2 separate regions of the Oryctolagus cuniculus genome follow, and region 2 is linked to region 1. The links are chromatin contacts, called in public Hi-C maps. All regions are on one chromosome and are shown on one strand. Each heading gives the region's core, a stretch centred on a gene start, on an enhancer-like site or on the middle of the called end of the contact. The rest is flanking DNA. Distances are from core to core; before and after follow the strand shown.

Region 1 (6,908 bases), core at 4,044-6,543:
TGGTGCACCTGCAGAAGGCATGTCCTTCTTGGCTCTACCCCTCCATACAAGGACTGAAGAGTACGGGGCCAACCCCGGTGGACAAGTGTCTTGTCAGTCTCTGGCGATGGGGAAGATTTCTGCTGGACGGGACGCCTGGCATTCCCTACTTCACCCTGGCCCCGAGTGACCCTGAGGAGCCAGTAACTCGTCTGGAACAGATAAAGCACCATCTGGTTCTGTTCAAAGTTGCTCTCCGTTCCACCTCTCAGAAGTTTGTGTAAAATGCTGCAGCAACACCTGCCCACTGCCAGCCCCAGCTCCTTTTCTCTTCTTTGAACATTTCCTGGTGGAGACTTTGGCCTGTGACCCTCTAGTGTGTTGTTCATGTCTCTAGACACCTGTGCAACTGTTCACCCACCAAGCTGAAGGGCCTACCCTTGGCCTAAAGATGAGAGACTGCAAGGAGCGGAGGGAAGGCCGGCCAGTCCAGAACTCGCTCTGAACCTCAGCAAGATACTCTTGGTATCAGCAGGATACTTTCCCTCAAGCATCCTCCATTGGACAGCTGCCATTCCTGGGCACAAGCTTCTCACTGCGCAACCAAATTTCGAACCCTGAGACTCAAAATTCCTTTGTACCACAAATGCCTTGCCCTTCTCCTGTGGGTGAGACCAAGACTCCCCAAAAATTTTTATAAACTTCATGAAACTACTTGGGTTGGGGCTACCCTTACGCTTTCCACCCCTTCCTCTCCTCTTTTTCCCCTTATGCACAAAATGAGTGATGCAATCATTTCCCCAAAAAGGCTGCCTTGAGATGGGAGATGTCTAAGCAAGGACATTATCCCTCTGTCCAGAGAGATACTGCGTATTTGCTTTGCTATCCACAGGCATCCACCTTTCTGGTGGCCGTGCCTGGAATTCTCCTAAGGAATAGCCCAAGTCCACCCAGCTGACAGCGTGGGCCTAGCCAAGCAGACCTCCAAACTCCCTGGTCCAGCCAAGCACGTGCACGGAACACAACCACAGGCAACGAGACGAATACCCGCTCCTTCTCCAGCAGACTGAAACCTTGGAGGATGAGGCTGAAACTGGAGGCAGGCACCCCGACACCATGCAGAGGGCAGAAAAGCTGAGTAGGAGACAGAATTGATCCCAGTGAATGACACATGGCCTGAAGTCATAACCACTCAAACCCCCTCTCCATGCCTTAAATTTTGTGACACAAAATAATCCCTCTTGGTTAGGCCAATGGAAAGTTAGCTTTTATTACTCACAACCCAAAATGCCCTACCTTCTGCTGGTCTATACCTATTCACCCAGCAGCGTGCTATAGAGAGCTCATGAGAGCCAATTATTGAAAGGGCAGGAATGACATGGGCCACACGGTAAGAGCATTCATTATTAATAATTAGATGACATAAACGTACACCCAACTAGATTATGTTAAAGACAAAGGCTATGGGGGCCTGAGCTGTGGTGTAGCAGGTAAAGCCACCACCTGTAGTGCCGGCATCCCATATGGGTGCCAGTTCAAGTTCCAGCTGTTCCATTTCTGTCCCAGCTCTCTGCTGTGGCCTGGAAAAGCAGAAGATGGCCCAAGTCCTTGGGTCCCTGCCCTCATGTGGGAGACCTGGAAAAAGCTCCTGGCTCCTGGCTTCAGATCAGCGCAGCTCCAGCTGTTGCAACCACCTGGGGAGAATGGAAGACCTCTCTCTCTCTCTCTCTCTCTCTCTCTCTGTGTGTGTGTGTAACTCTGTCGAATAAATAAATAAATCTTAAAAAAGAAAAAAAGACAAAGGCTATGCATACTCGAAACTCATTCCTTTCTAATTATTTTACAATGATTTGTGCTTTGAGGTTATTTGCATCTGTTATCTCTGCCTGGTGGGAATACTGCCTCATGATGAGCTACTGCCCATCTCCCCCCGACTCCGCTTTCAGTGGTGTCGTGTAGCCATCCTAAGATTGGTGAGGATGGGGCTAATTACACTATAGCGTAAACGGCAAACATTGCAATTTTAAGGTCTGAAGGACTGGCTTGTCAATTGCCTAGATTAAAGAAATTGATGGGGAAAGCATTAATATGCAGATTAAATTTAAAGGACCATGATGTCTGTGGCCATTACATCGTAGCCAACACAAAAGCTGGAGAAGCTATTCTTCCAGTATTTGAAGATTGCTGTTTGATGGAGCAAAGAACGTGAGTGATGCCGTCACTGTCTGGCACCACTGTGCTAATCCTGAGAACTAAAGACGAGCAGGATGCAAGGGAGCTCAGGGAAATTTGTCCAAAGCCAAGTATCATGCAAAGCTATGGCAGCAAACCACATGGCTTCCACCATCAAGAAGTGTACAGTTCCGTTGTACAGACACGGCCGGTCCAGACAAAATACAGAAGAGCACCTAACAAGATCTCTAAGTCAAGGAAAGCAAATATTAGTTATGCCACCTCTTCTTGTGCACAAGTGTGTGAAGAAGCACCAGCATCCTGCCCTAAGCCAGGCTGTGGCCCCAAGACAGCACCTTCCCCCTCCCCTCCCACCCATCCCACCCCTTCACCCCCACCCCCCATCATTGCTGTGTTCTTGGTGAACATCAAGACAGGAGAGAACAGACAATGGGCCGGCCCAGCTGGACAATCAGTGCAGCATCAGCTGGAGCTTCTAAGGCTTTGTAAGAAAATGGGGTACGGTCAGCTTCGGTTTCACATCTGTGGATTCAACTCTCCTCAGAGCAGAGATATTCAAGAAACACTTTTCAGCTGCATGTACATTTTCTTCTCATCATTCCTAATAATACAGTATTAACAACCAGTTTGCGTATTATGAGCAATCTGGAGATGATATAAAGTGTATGGAAGGGGCGGGTGCCGTGAGGAAGTGGGTAAAGCTGCCCCCTGCAGTGCCAGCATCTCGTATGGGCGCCGGTTCTAATCCTGGCTGCTCCACTTCCAATCCAGCTCTCTGCTATGGCCTGGGAAAGCAGTGGAAGATGGCCTAAATCCTTGGGCCCCTGCACTCGCATGGGAGTACCCAGAGGAAGCCCTTGCTCCTGGCTTTGGATTGGTGCAGCTTCACCCATTGCAGCCACTGGGGCCAGTTGGGGAGTGAACCAGCGGATGGAAGACCCCTCTCTCTCTCTCTCTGTGTGTGTGTGTGTGTGTCTCTCCTCTCTGTGTGTAACTCCAACATTCAAATGAATGAATAAATCTTTAAAAAAAAAAAAAGAAGAAGAAGAAGAAGAAGTGTATGGGAGAATGTGCACAGGTTGCATGCAAATTCGGAATTTTATTTAAGGGATTTGAGTATTCACAGATTTGGGTATTCCGAGGTCTCAGAACTGAGACAAATGTATATACACACAATGGACTACTACTCAGCCTCTACAAAGAAGGAAATCCTGCCATTTTCATTTTTTAAGGATTTATTTATTTATTTGAAAGGCAGAGAGACAGAGAGAGGGATAGACACAGAGAGAGAGACAGAGAGAGGGATAGACACACAGAGAGAGATCGTCCATCTGCTGGTTCACTCCCCAGTTGTCTGCAGCAACAATGGCTGGGCCAGGCCAAAGCCATGAGCCTGGAACTCCACATGGGTGTCAGCATAGGTGGCAGGAGTCCAAGTACATGGGCCATTGCTCACTGCCTCCTGGAAGCTGGCTCAGAAGCAGAGGCGGGACCTTATCCCAGGCACTCCAATATAGGATGGGGTGTTCCAAGCAGAGGCTTACCTTGCCAACCCCTTGCCATTTTCAGCACGGATGAACCTAGCGGACAGCGTGCTAAGTGAACTAAGTCAGCACTTGCTAAGGGACGAGGGAGGGGACAGGAAGAAGTGATGCTGGGGCAGTTGGGGGTACAACGTCTCTCTTACACAGGATAGAAGACAGGCAGAGCTGTTGCATGACCCAGCAAATATCATGAAAAGCTCAGCTTTTCACCACTGCAATGAAACACCAGGGGCTATTAATTAAGGAAAGAGGTTCATTTCACTCACAGTTCTGGAAGTTCACAGGCAAGGTGCCAGCACCTGCTCTGTTCTGGTGAGGACCCTCTGGGCTGTGACACTTCACGCCATGTGGCAATGGGCCTATGGAAGCAAGTGTGGGACAGAACCAGCACATCTCAACACAGGAGATCAGCCCGTGTGGGGCCAGGATCAGACTGGTAAAGCAGCCCTCTTGAGAGAGATATCGAAGAGCCCCGTGAGAGACACCGCACTCCCTTTCAGGGGCACCTCCCTGGTTGATCTGCGTCCCTCCCACGAAGCCTCATCTCTCAAAGCTTCTGCACACCTCTCGACACCACCAGCCCCAGGTCCAAGCTCCCAGCAGCAAACCTTGGGAGACCGTGTAACCATATCCCAACCACAGCAGCGCCGTGGCTAACGACGCAGTTTCACACTGCATCACACTGCACTGGGCAACGTCTTCAGAGGGCAGATCTTGCATTACCAAGCACAAAAACCAAAAAACCCACAGAGCTTTGCTTAAGCACCTCGGTTGAGGTGATGCTATTACAGCCGTGTGCACTGATCCAAACTCAAATTACGTACATTAAATGTGTGCAATTTTTTGAACGTCAATTGCACCTCAATAGGGTGAAAATAATTTTTAAATTTCATGGTAAAAAATCAAAAAATAAAATAGAAGGCTTCATTTAAAAATATTTAAGAAAAGGCCCTGAAGGCTCAATTAGGAGTTTATAAGAAATGCAAAACACCCACTTCCCACCTCCATCTACTGAATTAGGAGCTCCGGGACCCCTGGAAGCTGTGTCCTCCCAGGCTTCCTGGTGGACTCTGATATACACTGGCAGGGGAGGGCCCCTGGACTCTCCCTTCTTCTTCCCCAGCTGTGTTCTTTCCCAGGCACTTGAGTTGATCTCTAACGCGCTGTGCGGTAGGCAGGCAAGCAGCAGCATTTATCGGCTTTCCGTGGGTGAGAAGAGAAATCCAGACACCGCAGGCCTCACCCAGGGCCACACTGCTGATGTGCCACGGAGCCTGGCTGCAGCCCGGTGTCTGGGAGCCAGGACTGTGCTGTTTCCATCAGAGTCAGAGAGAATGGTGATGGCACGGGGCCCACCAGCCCCCAGCCTCCTGACTTCCTCTCTCCCCTTCCCCTGGACTTGGCCAGCCTCCTGACAACAAGCTGTGTAGAAAAGGCTTGTGAGGCCGATGACAGCTGCCTGCAAGAGCGGGCGTCACGTGGGTTTGGTGCCGAGCTGCCACTGCACTCCCTGCGACAGTGGAAACACTCAGCCCGCGTTCAGTCCAGGCCTGGAAAGTTGAACACAGCACAGGCAGCATGACTCGGCCAGGCTCCGCGATCGCAAACACTAGGCTCATCCGATGCCACAGCCCCGCGCTGGCTGATGGCAGGAATGTAGAAACACAGCCTCCCATGACCCCGAGGAACACAGTCACAGGAGTCGGGCCAGGAGCCAGCTCCCGGTGCCAAGCCCTCTCAGGCAGACATGGCCAGAGTTCAGAGAAGTATCTCCAGGCCCTGAGCAGTCAGTCCGAGGTAGGAGAAAGAGCCTGGGCTTTGGAGGCACAGGGACGTGGGTTTGTAATCAGTGCCCCCACTGTGGGCCTTGCAAGCGAGGTCATATCCTTGTCCTTCTCTGAAACTCTATTTCCCCATCTATAAAATGGGATGACACCTGCGGTGGAGCAGGTGTCACATGATAGCACAGGCAGGTGTCCTGGCAGAGCCCTCGGCCTTGGAGTTGCTCAGTATTGCTTATTTCCTTCCTTCTCTCTTTCCTGTGGGGCCCTCCTTCTCCGAGAGCCTAGGAAGGGAGAGCCAAAATGACTAAGGAAAATGACTATTTGAGGGCAGAGGACAACTTCTAAAAGTGGCCTCTGATATTGGGTCATACCTTATACGCTTTATGTTGACACTGTACTTGGGGGCTGTCGGCTCCCTGAGTGTCTTAGCCAGCATCCAGCACTCGCCACACACAGTGCTGAGCTGCCCTGGAACTTACGGAATATTGGACATGAAGCACTGAGCAGGAATTGTCCAAAATCTGCCCATTAATCTTAAGCCGATCAGCACTGCTCACTTATCAGTGACTCTGGCAAGCCCACAGACTGAACCTGGCCCTCTGCCCACTTTTTTTTAAATTATTTATTTATTTGAAAGGCAGAGTGATGGTGGGGGGGGGAGACAGAATGAGAGATCTTCCATTTATCTGCTGCTTCACTCCTCAAATGGCTGCAATGGACAGGGCTGGGCCAGGCTGAAGCCAGGAGAGGGGAACTCCAACCAAGACTCCTGTGTGGGTGGCAGGGCCCCAAGAACATGGGCCATCATTGCCTTTCTGGGAGCATTAGCAGGGAGCTGGATGGGAAGTGGAGCAGCCGGGACTCGATCCGGCACTCCGATATGGAATGACAGAAATGTTGGATGCCTCTGGCTCAGGACAGAGCAAGACCCAGGTCCAGCACCTCTCTCTCTCTCCCTCTCTTTATCTCTCTCTCTCTCTCTCACCCAAGTCCCCTTCCCCGCTCTGCCTCTCAAATGGAGAGCCCCCTCTTGTGTGGCAAGAGGTTTTGAAACTTGGCCACACAATCCCCAGAGCCAGGGCACCCGAAGGCAAGGGACAACCAAGAGCAATTGTAGCAGCTGATTTGGTGACTCCTTTAAGCAGTATAAAGAACAAGGATTATTTATGCCCAACCAGGAGCATGAGGATCCGACATAGGATACAGAGTTCATAAGCTGTTCAGTAATGAATACAGCTTCTACCAGGCAAAGAGCATTCTCTCGTCTCAGACTCACCCCCAGTTCAGGGAGGGCTCCATGCACCGTGCAATCCAGGGAGGTCTGATCAGATATGCAACGCAGGCACTTCGTACTAAGCTAAGATTCAGGCCTGCCTGACAGCATCTTGGGAGCTGGCTATAAGCCTCC
Region 2 (6,931 bases), core at 1,072-3,571, 370 kb before region 1:
GAAAACCCTTTAAAGTAACCAGCTTGGCGAAAAGAAAGGATACCACAAATCCCTTTGTGGCACAGAGTGTTGCTATCTTCCCCCACAACACCTTTGCTGCTACCGCTACTTACCCAGACCCAACAGATCTAAACTAGGCGGCTGCCATGAGAAAGACCACTAAGGAATCCAGTGACCCAGGCAGGGCCTCAGGGGACAAAAATCACAAATGGTTTCTGAGCATGAAGAACAAGCCCCTGGGCCATCAGGACAAAGAGCGCAAGATCAGGTGGAGAGCAAAGAGGAGGAAGTTCAGGCTGAGGATCGGCAATGATGCATTTCATCACCGGAAGGAAACTAGACCCCTGGGTGCTCAGGTCACACATCGGTTTAGGCCTGAACAAGAAGGATCCCAGCTGCTGGGGGACGAAGTCCCTGCCTCATGCCAGTGCACATTTGCACAACACATGATGGGGAAGAGTCTGGAGCCAGGAGTGGTTCTGTATCCACCCCAGGGCAGATTGGTCAGTCTCCAGTGTAAACCTCCTTGGGATTAACCACTTATTCCAGTGGAGAACACCAGATAATTACTACCAGATCTGTCCCAGACAACTTTGTGTATCTCGCTTATGAGTGATTGCCCTCTCTCAGGGGATCTGTTTGGATGAGGAGTAACCCTGTTGCTCTTAACCCCTGCATGGGTGTGGGATTGTGTGAAGTGTGTGGCATTTACAGGAGAGACCTGGTCAGATCAGAGAGAGTGTGTGTGTGTGTGTGTGTGTGTGACCACAGCAGTAACATCTGTAGTCCTTTACTTGCACAAGCAGGACTGTATTCCCACCTTAGCAATCCGGAGGGGGCAAGGCAGAGCTTGGTTGCAGCAAGGTTTTGTACTAAGATTTGGATATGGGAAAAGTCCCTCCGTGGGGTGGGATGATCCAAGTTCTTTATAGCATTAGGGTTTCTCTGGAATTTTTTTTCCAAGTGATAGAAATTTTCCTGATCTAGACTCCTCCATGACAGGCAGCCCTGGACGCATAGTATGCCTCACTCAATTGCTTCTCTGTTCACTTCTGAAACCCTTTTCTTAAAAAACAAAACGAAGTAAATAGCATCGAGGGAAAACCCGCTTCTCAGGAAACTTCAGATCTGTCAATTTCTCCTTCTCTTTTTTGCCTTCAAAACACTTTGCCTTTACCGATGTTTTCCTCCTATACCAATTTGTAAACATTTTGATAAATTCTGTGCACTTTGTAAACTATTCACACAAGTAGAAAGCATAGCCATGCAACCATCTTCCCTGATCTTCAGGTTCACATTCTGAGACTTGGAGAGTTTAGCGACTTGTTGAGCTTTCCACGGAAAACCTGTTATGAAAACAGCACAGACTTTGAAAACCATAAAATAACCTTTAGAGACCCTGCTAAGGTTTCCTCTGCCCAGGTCACCTCGTCAGGGCAGCCCCCAGAGAAACTTTTGAAAACTGATGGGAAAATGCTGAATGATTAAAATTCAAGTGGGAAAGATGATGTATACAAGCAAGAACCTGATTATTAATTGCATTTGCTCCTAGTTCTGTCTGCCTCCTTCCTACCTGCATGGATAGGCAGTACATCACAAAGAAGTTCCTTTTGAAAGAATACAAAGAAAAGTTTAACTTGATGGGCATAGCACAGGTGACTTGGAAGATACAGCTATGTTTATTACGAAGCACATGGGACAGTCCATCTGTGACCCCTGCCCACCCCCCTCTGGCCTGGCCTGTTTGTTTGTCTTCACCCCCTGGAACTCCAGCCCCTTGGAGCAGACGGCCTCATGTTCACCCCTGCATTTAGTGTGATTCCAGGCATAGTTTTGTACTCTACCTGCGTGTTGTATGGGATACAGTACTATACCATAGTTGCTCCAGCAGTGAGCGTCACGTCCTAGATGAACCATTTTCTCCTGAAAGAAATGCCCAGGAGCCTTGGCGCGTTCCTGTACAACAGGCCAGTGGCAGGCACGTGACAGACATGGCCTGCACACAGTTGCCTGCTCCCTAAGTGAAGCTGGCAGGCTTCTTGGGGCAGTGAAACAGTTTTCTTTCCTTCTGGGTAGGCTGGGACTCCTCACCGCCCTCTGGCCATTTTTCTTTCCATCTGTCTGCACTCACAATAGGGCCCACACCCCTTGACCAAACAGATGACAGCAAGACCAGGGGAAGCCTTGGGCTTTTGTTCCCCTACAGCCCTCCCCTGTGCTGTGAAAATGCACCAAGCGCCAATGGTGGTGCTAAACCTCGGGCTGGGTTGTCCTGAGCTGCAGCAGCCTCTCTGAAAGCTTGGGGGAGGCTCTGGGGCCGGTTGCCACAGCAACCAGCTGGCTCCTGGCTCTCACGCCTCCGAGACTGCCTGTCTAGGTGGAGGAGGCAAAGTCCCCAGAAGCAGACCCCAGGCTAGCAGCTCATAACAACGACCCATCGCATAAGCACATATCCAGCTGCAGGCACTTGGTTGCTGGGGCGAAGAGGCCAGCTCATCACCGCAGGAGGAATCAGACAAATCCAGGTTCCAAAAGCTGCTCCTCTCTCTCAGCCCCAGCCCAGCCCCTCGTGGGAGTGTATCATTATTCCTGCCTCATGTTGGGTGGTAGATCATGCTGAGTTGGAGAGGCAGGAAGTACTGGCACCAGTGGGTGTGACTTCCTGTCGGTAGGGGACCGGCTGCACCTCTTGGTGAAGAGGGCAGGCAGGAGGGAGTGGGCAGCCAGCTTCCTGATTGGCTTGTTGGCGTGAAAAGGTCACACTCCCCACGAAGCGGGTGCTGGCCTTGGCCTTCAAGGAAGGCCATCCTTGCTGTGGGAGAACAGGTGATGCCTGAGTCCGTGAGCCCCATGTGGACAGTGAGTGGGACTGGGTACGTGTTCAGCTGGTATCTGAGCAGCTGGCTTCTCACTGTGGTCGAAACCATGTCACTGCTCTGAACTCTGGTTCTTCCCACACACAGACCCCAGGTGGAACCATGGATTAGATCATGCCCTGCCTCACAGCACCCAAAGAGAGCAGAAATGGGCTTTCAGGTCGGAGCCAGTTTCTGGACAAGGGATGATGCTCTCTGAGTGTTTGTCCTTGAAAACCAGCGAATGATTCCTTTTCATTTTGACTTTATTTTTTTTTAGATTTTTTTTATTTGAGAAATGGAGTTTCAGACAGAGAGGCAGAGAGAGAAAGAGAGGTTTTCCATCCACTGGTTCATTCCCCAAATGGCCACAACAGCTGGAGCTGGGCCAATCTGGAGCCAGGAGCCAGGAGCTTCCTCCAGGTCTCCCATGCAGGTATAGTGGCCCAAGCACCTAGGCCACCTTACACTGCTTTCCCAGGTCATAAGCAGGGAGCTGGATCAGAAGAGGAGCAGCCGGGACATGAACCAGCACCCAATATGGGATGCCAGCACTGCAGATGGAGGCTTAGCCTACTCTGCCACAGCGCCAGCCCCCTCATTTTGACTTTTCCATAGAGAGAGCTTCCATGTACTGATTCACTCCCAAGGTTGCACCAGGCCAAGACCAGGAGCCTGGAGTTCCATCCTGGTCTCCAAACAAGTGGCAAGAGGCCCAGATACTCAGGCCATCTTCCACTGCCTTTCCAGGGAAGGCAGGGAGCTAGATTGGCAGCCAGAATTTGAACCAGCGTTCCAGTACGGGATGTTGCTGTCACAAGTAGCAACTTAACCTGCTGCGCTGTAACCCTTGCCTTGTGTGGGACTTTCTGTATGACAAAGTATTTCATGTCCAGTATCTTAGGTATGCACAATCAATGGCAGAGGTTGTTCAGGAGGCTATTTGTGTTGTATTACTGCAGAGGAAATGGAAATGCAGAGTTTGTTTTTCTCCAAGATCACTCTCCCAGTTTACTGGGAGAATGTGGCCCGAGGATTAAGACCACAGGCGTGGAGCCAGTGCTGTGGCGTAGCAGGTAAAGCTGCTGCCTGCAGTGCCAGCATCCCATATGGGTGCCAGTTCGAGTCCTAACTGCTCTACTTCCAATCCAGCTCCCTGCTATGGCCTGGGAAAGAGGTGGAAAATGGCCCAAGTGCTTGGGCCTCTGCACCCATTGTGGGAGACCAGGATGAAGCTTCTTGCTCCTGGTTCCTGGCTTTGGATCAGCCCAGCTCCAGAGTTGCAGCCATCTGGGGAGTGAACCAGTGCAACCTCTCTCTCTCTCTCTCTCTCTCTCTCTCTCTCTCTCTGCCTCTCTGTGACTTCGCCTTTCAAATAAATAAATAAATCTTAACAACAAAAAGACCATGGACTGTGCCAACAGACAACCAAGCAGAACCCATGTTCTGTGTATGCAGTTAAAAATCTCCATGCCTTGGTTTCTTCATCCACTAAATGGGCGTACTATGTTGCTCTCCTTGCAGACAGTGGGTGGTGTGAAGGGGAGCAATTAACCAGTAAATTTAAGAATCACCTCGCATGCAATGCATCCTAAGTGTGTGTGACTGATACTGGCAAAGGCAGGACTGGACCCTGGGTCTCCTGGCTTCTGGCCCAGTGGCATCTTTGCTGCCCTGCACCAGTGACAGCCTCAGGATACAGATGTGCGCCTCCAGCCTCCAGTAAGGAGCTCGTGCCAGGCCTCTCCGCTCAGTGGGTCCGGCACTCAGATCTCCCATCGCCCCATGTGACGCTGGAGCACCCAGCCTCTAGCATCACTGACTGCGGATGGCAGGTGCTCCGACTCCTCTGGGAATAGGGTCTTTCAGCCTTCAGGACAGGAGATGAGAAGGCTGGCGGGGGGCGGGGGGGTTCTCTGCTCATTACTAACCTGAGGCCGTCTCCCATGCTGCGTAGCCACAGAATCATCACCACCACTGTTAGTGCACTTGGCCGCCTGCACAGGGCTCCCTGAGAGTCTTCAGACCGTGTTGTGCACTGGTTTCTGCTCTCAACTACACATACCAACATGCTCAGCAGTGAGGGAAATATTCCCCGATTCATGACCGTTGGACGGGCTGAGCGTGACCCGCCTGTTGGTGGCAACTCCAGGACAATCAGAGAACTTGCCGGAATCACTCAGCACCGCAGCCCCCGAACAGGGCAGGAACTTCGGGATTCGTGTCTGCACTCACACTACACCCTGTGCCCCTCTGTGACCCGCCCGCCGTGTGCCTGTGAATGAGCCAGGGACCTGGCTTATCTCTCCCCAAAGTCTGCACCCCAGGGGCCGCACCTGAACCCAACATGACCTTGTTCCGCCGTGAAAAACAAGTGAGAGGCGAAGTCCCGGGCCAGAAGGGGCTCTGCTGAAAGGGCAGCTGAAACGCAGGCATTAAAATAGCCCGAACGGTGGTGTCGCTTTCTGATCAGATTCCTTTCCCTGTCGGGTTCCTGATTCTTGAGCCGGAGAATGTCCCTCGTGGCTCAGGTTTCCGGGCCTGGAATGTGAGCGCTGGCCGCTGAGGGCCGATGTGACTATGTCACAGTCCCAGAATGGGGAGACGTGATCTCATGGATGGTGGCAGCGGGCGGGCCCCGGGGTGCACAGGATCCTTTCCCCCGGCGCACTGCGCAGTGTGTGACCGGCCGCCTGGGGCCTGGACGCCCATCTGCGCACAGGGGCCCCGGGGGTCTCACCCATGCTCATATCCAGACACAGGCTCACTTCTGGTTGTCAGGTGCTCTCTGGTCACTGGAGGCTCCGAGCACCTGGGGGTCCAGGCAGACGCCCCCCGCCCGCCACGAGCAGCCAATCACAAGGCTCAGCCCCTACCTCCCTCCCCTGGGCCCCTGGGGCAGCATCGCTGTACCAAGGGCAGGTGGGGCCTCCTGGCCGGTGAACCAAGCTTCCCTTTGGGCACTTGGAGGGCACGAGGTCTCCCCAGGGAACCACGAACCCTCCCCGCGAGCAGCGGAGTGCCCGCCATCTGGGTCTTGAAGAGTCCCTGTGGAGGAAGGTGCCTTCCTATAAGGCTTGAGAGAGAGAGAGAGAGGTGGCTCTGCTGCAAGATGCTGTGTTCCAACCAAGGCAGCCCAAGCCAGGGAGCCCCGGCTGCCACTGCCTTCGCCCACTGCACCGAGCAGTCCCAGGCCCTGTCGCCAAGCTCCAGCTCACACTCCGCCCGCTGGGCCAGGCCGCTCCGAGCTCTGAGTCCGCCCAGTGCATCTGATGCTTGGCCCCCTCCTCCTGGGAGCGTGTGCGCCCACCTCCCCGCAGCCACGCTGCCCCCTGGGACGCGCCCTCCAGTGCAGAGTGTGCCTCTACTCCCAGGAGACTCCTCTCCCTGGCAAGGAGCCTGCTCACAACACTATTTTTTTTAAAGATGTATTTATTTGAAAGGCAGAGATACACACACATACACACACACACACACAGGTTGGGGTGGGGTGGGGTGTTGGTCTTCCATCTGCTGGTTAATTCCCCAAATGGCCACCAACAGCTAGGGCTTGGCCAATCCAAAGCCAGGAGCCAGGAGCTTCATCCCGGTCTCCCACAATGGGTACAGGGGCTCAAGGACTTGGGCCATTTTCTACTGCTTTCCCAGGCGCATTAGCAAGGAGCTGGATTGGAAGTGGAGCAGCCAGGACTTGAACCGGCGCCCACATGGTTTGCCAGAGTCGCAGGTGGCTGCCTTACCCGCTGCATCACAGCACCAGCCCTGCAACCCTGATTCTTACTAATATCCTGCACTGCCCTAACTCCAGCCCCAGACTGTCCCCAGCACCCAGATCTGTCCCCAGGCCTGGAGCTTCGTCCAGTGCCCGGGGCCCACAGCTGAATCAGGCCCCTCTCCTGCTCCTCCTCGGCCCACCATGGTCTTCCCTGCACTGCCACGGGGCTCGTCCCCCACCTTCGTCTCTGCCACTGTCTTGGAGGCCACTTTCCTGACCACTCGTCTAAATCAGTGTCACTTATCCCACGATCCCTATTAGTGATTCCTCTCCATAGCACCCACTACTAAGTGCTTTACAT

What was found. Hi-C and Micro-C count contacts between places; a contact is called where the count stands out from the background.
Region 2: a contact with region 1 is called in a Hi-C map of liver, with 6 times the contacts expected there. The contact joins two enhancer-like sites. A contact is called at or near these places in 2 of 6 Hi-C or Micro-C datasets (embryonic fibroblasts and liver).

Annotation. Positions count from the first base shown.
Region 1 is chr1:124,399,901-124,406,808 of mOryCun1.1, reverse strand. No RefSeq gene overlaps it. Among named protein-coding and RNA genes, the nearest start is that of ADAMTS15, 110 kb to the right of the region's middle. Within about 2 kb of position 5,293, at least 5 of the 8 cell types and tissues checked have an H3K27ac peak or open chromatin away from gene starts, as enhancers often do.
Region 2 is chr1:124,762,966-124,769,896 of mOryCun1.1, reverse strand. No RefSeq gene overlaps it. Among named protein-coding and RNA genes, the nearest start is that of SNX19, 53 kb to the left of the region's middle. Within about 2 kb of position 2,321, at least 2 of the 8 cell types and tissues checked have an H3K27ac peak or open chromatin away from gene starts, as enhancers often do.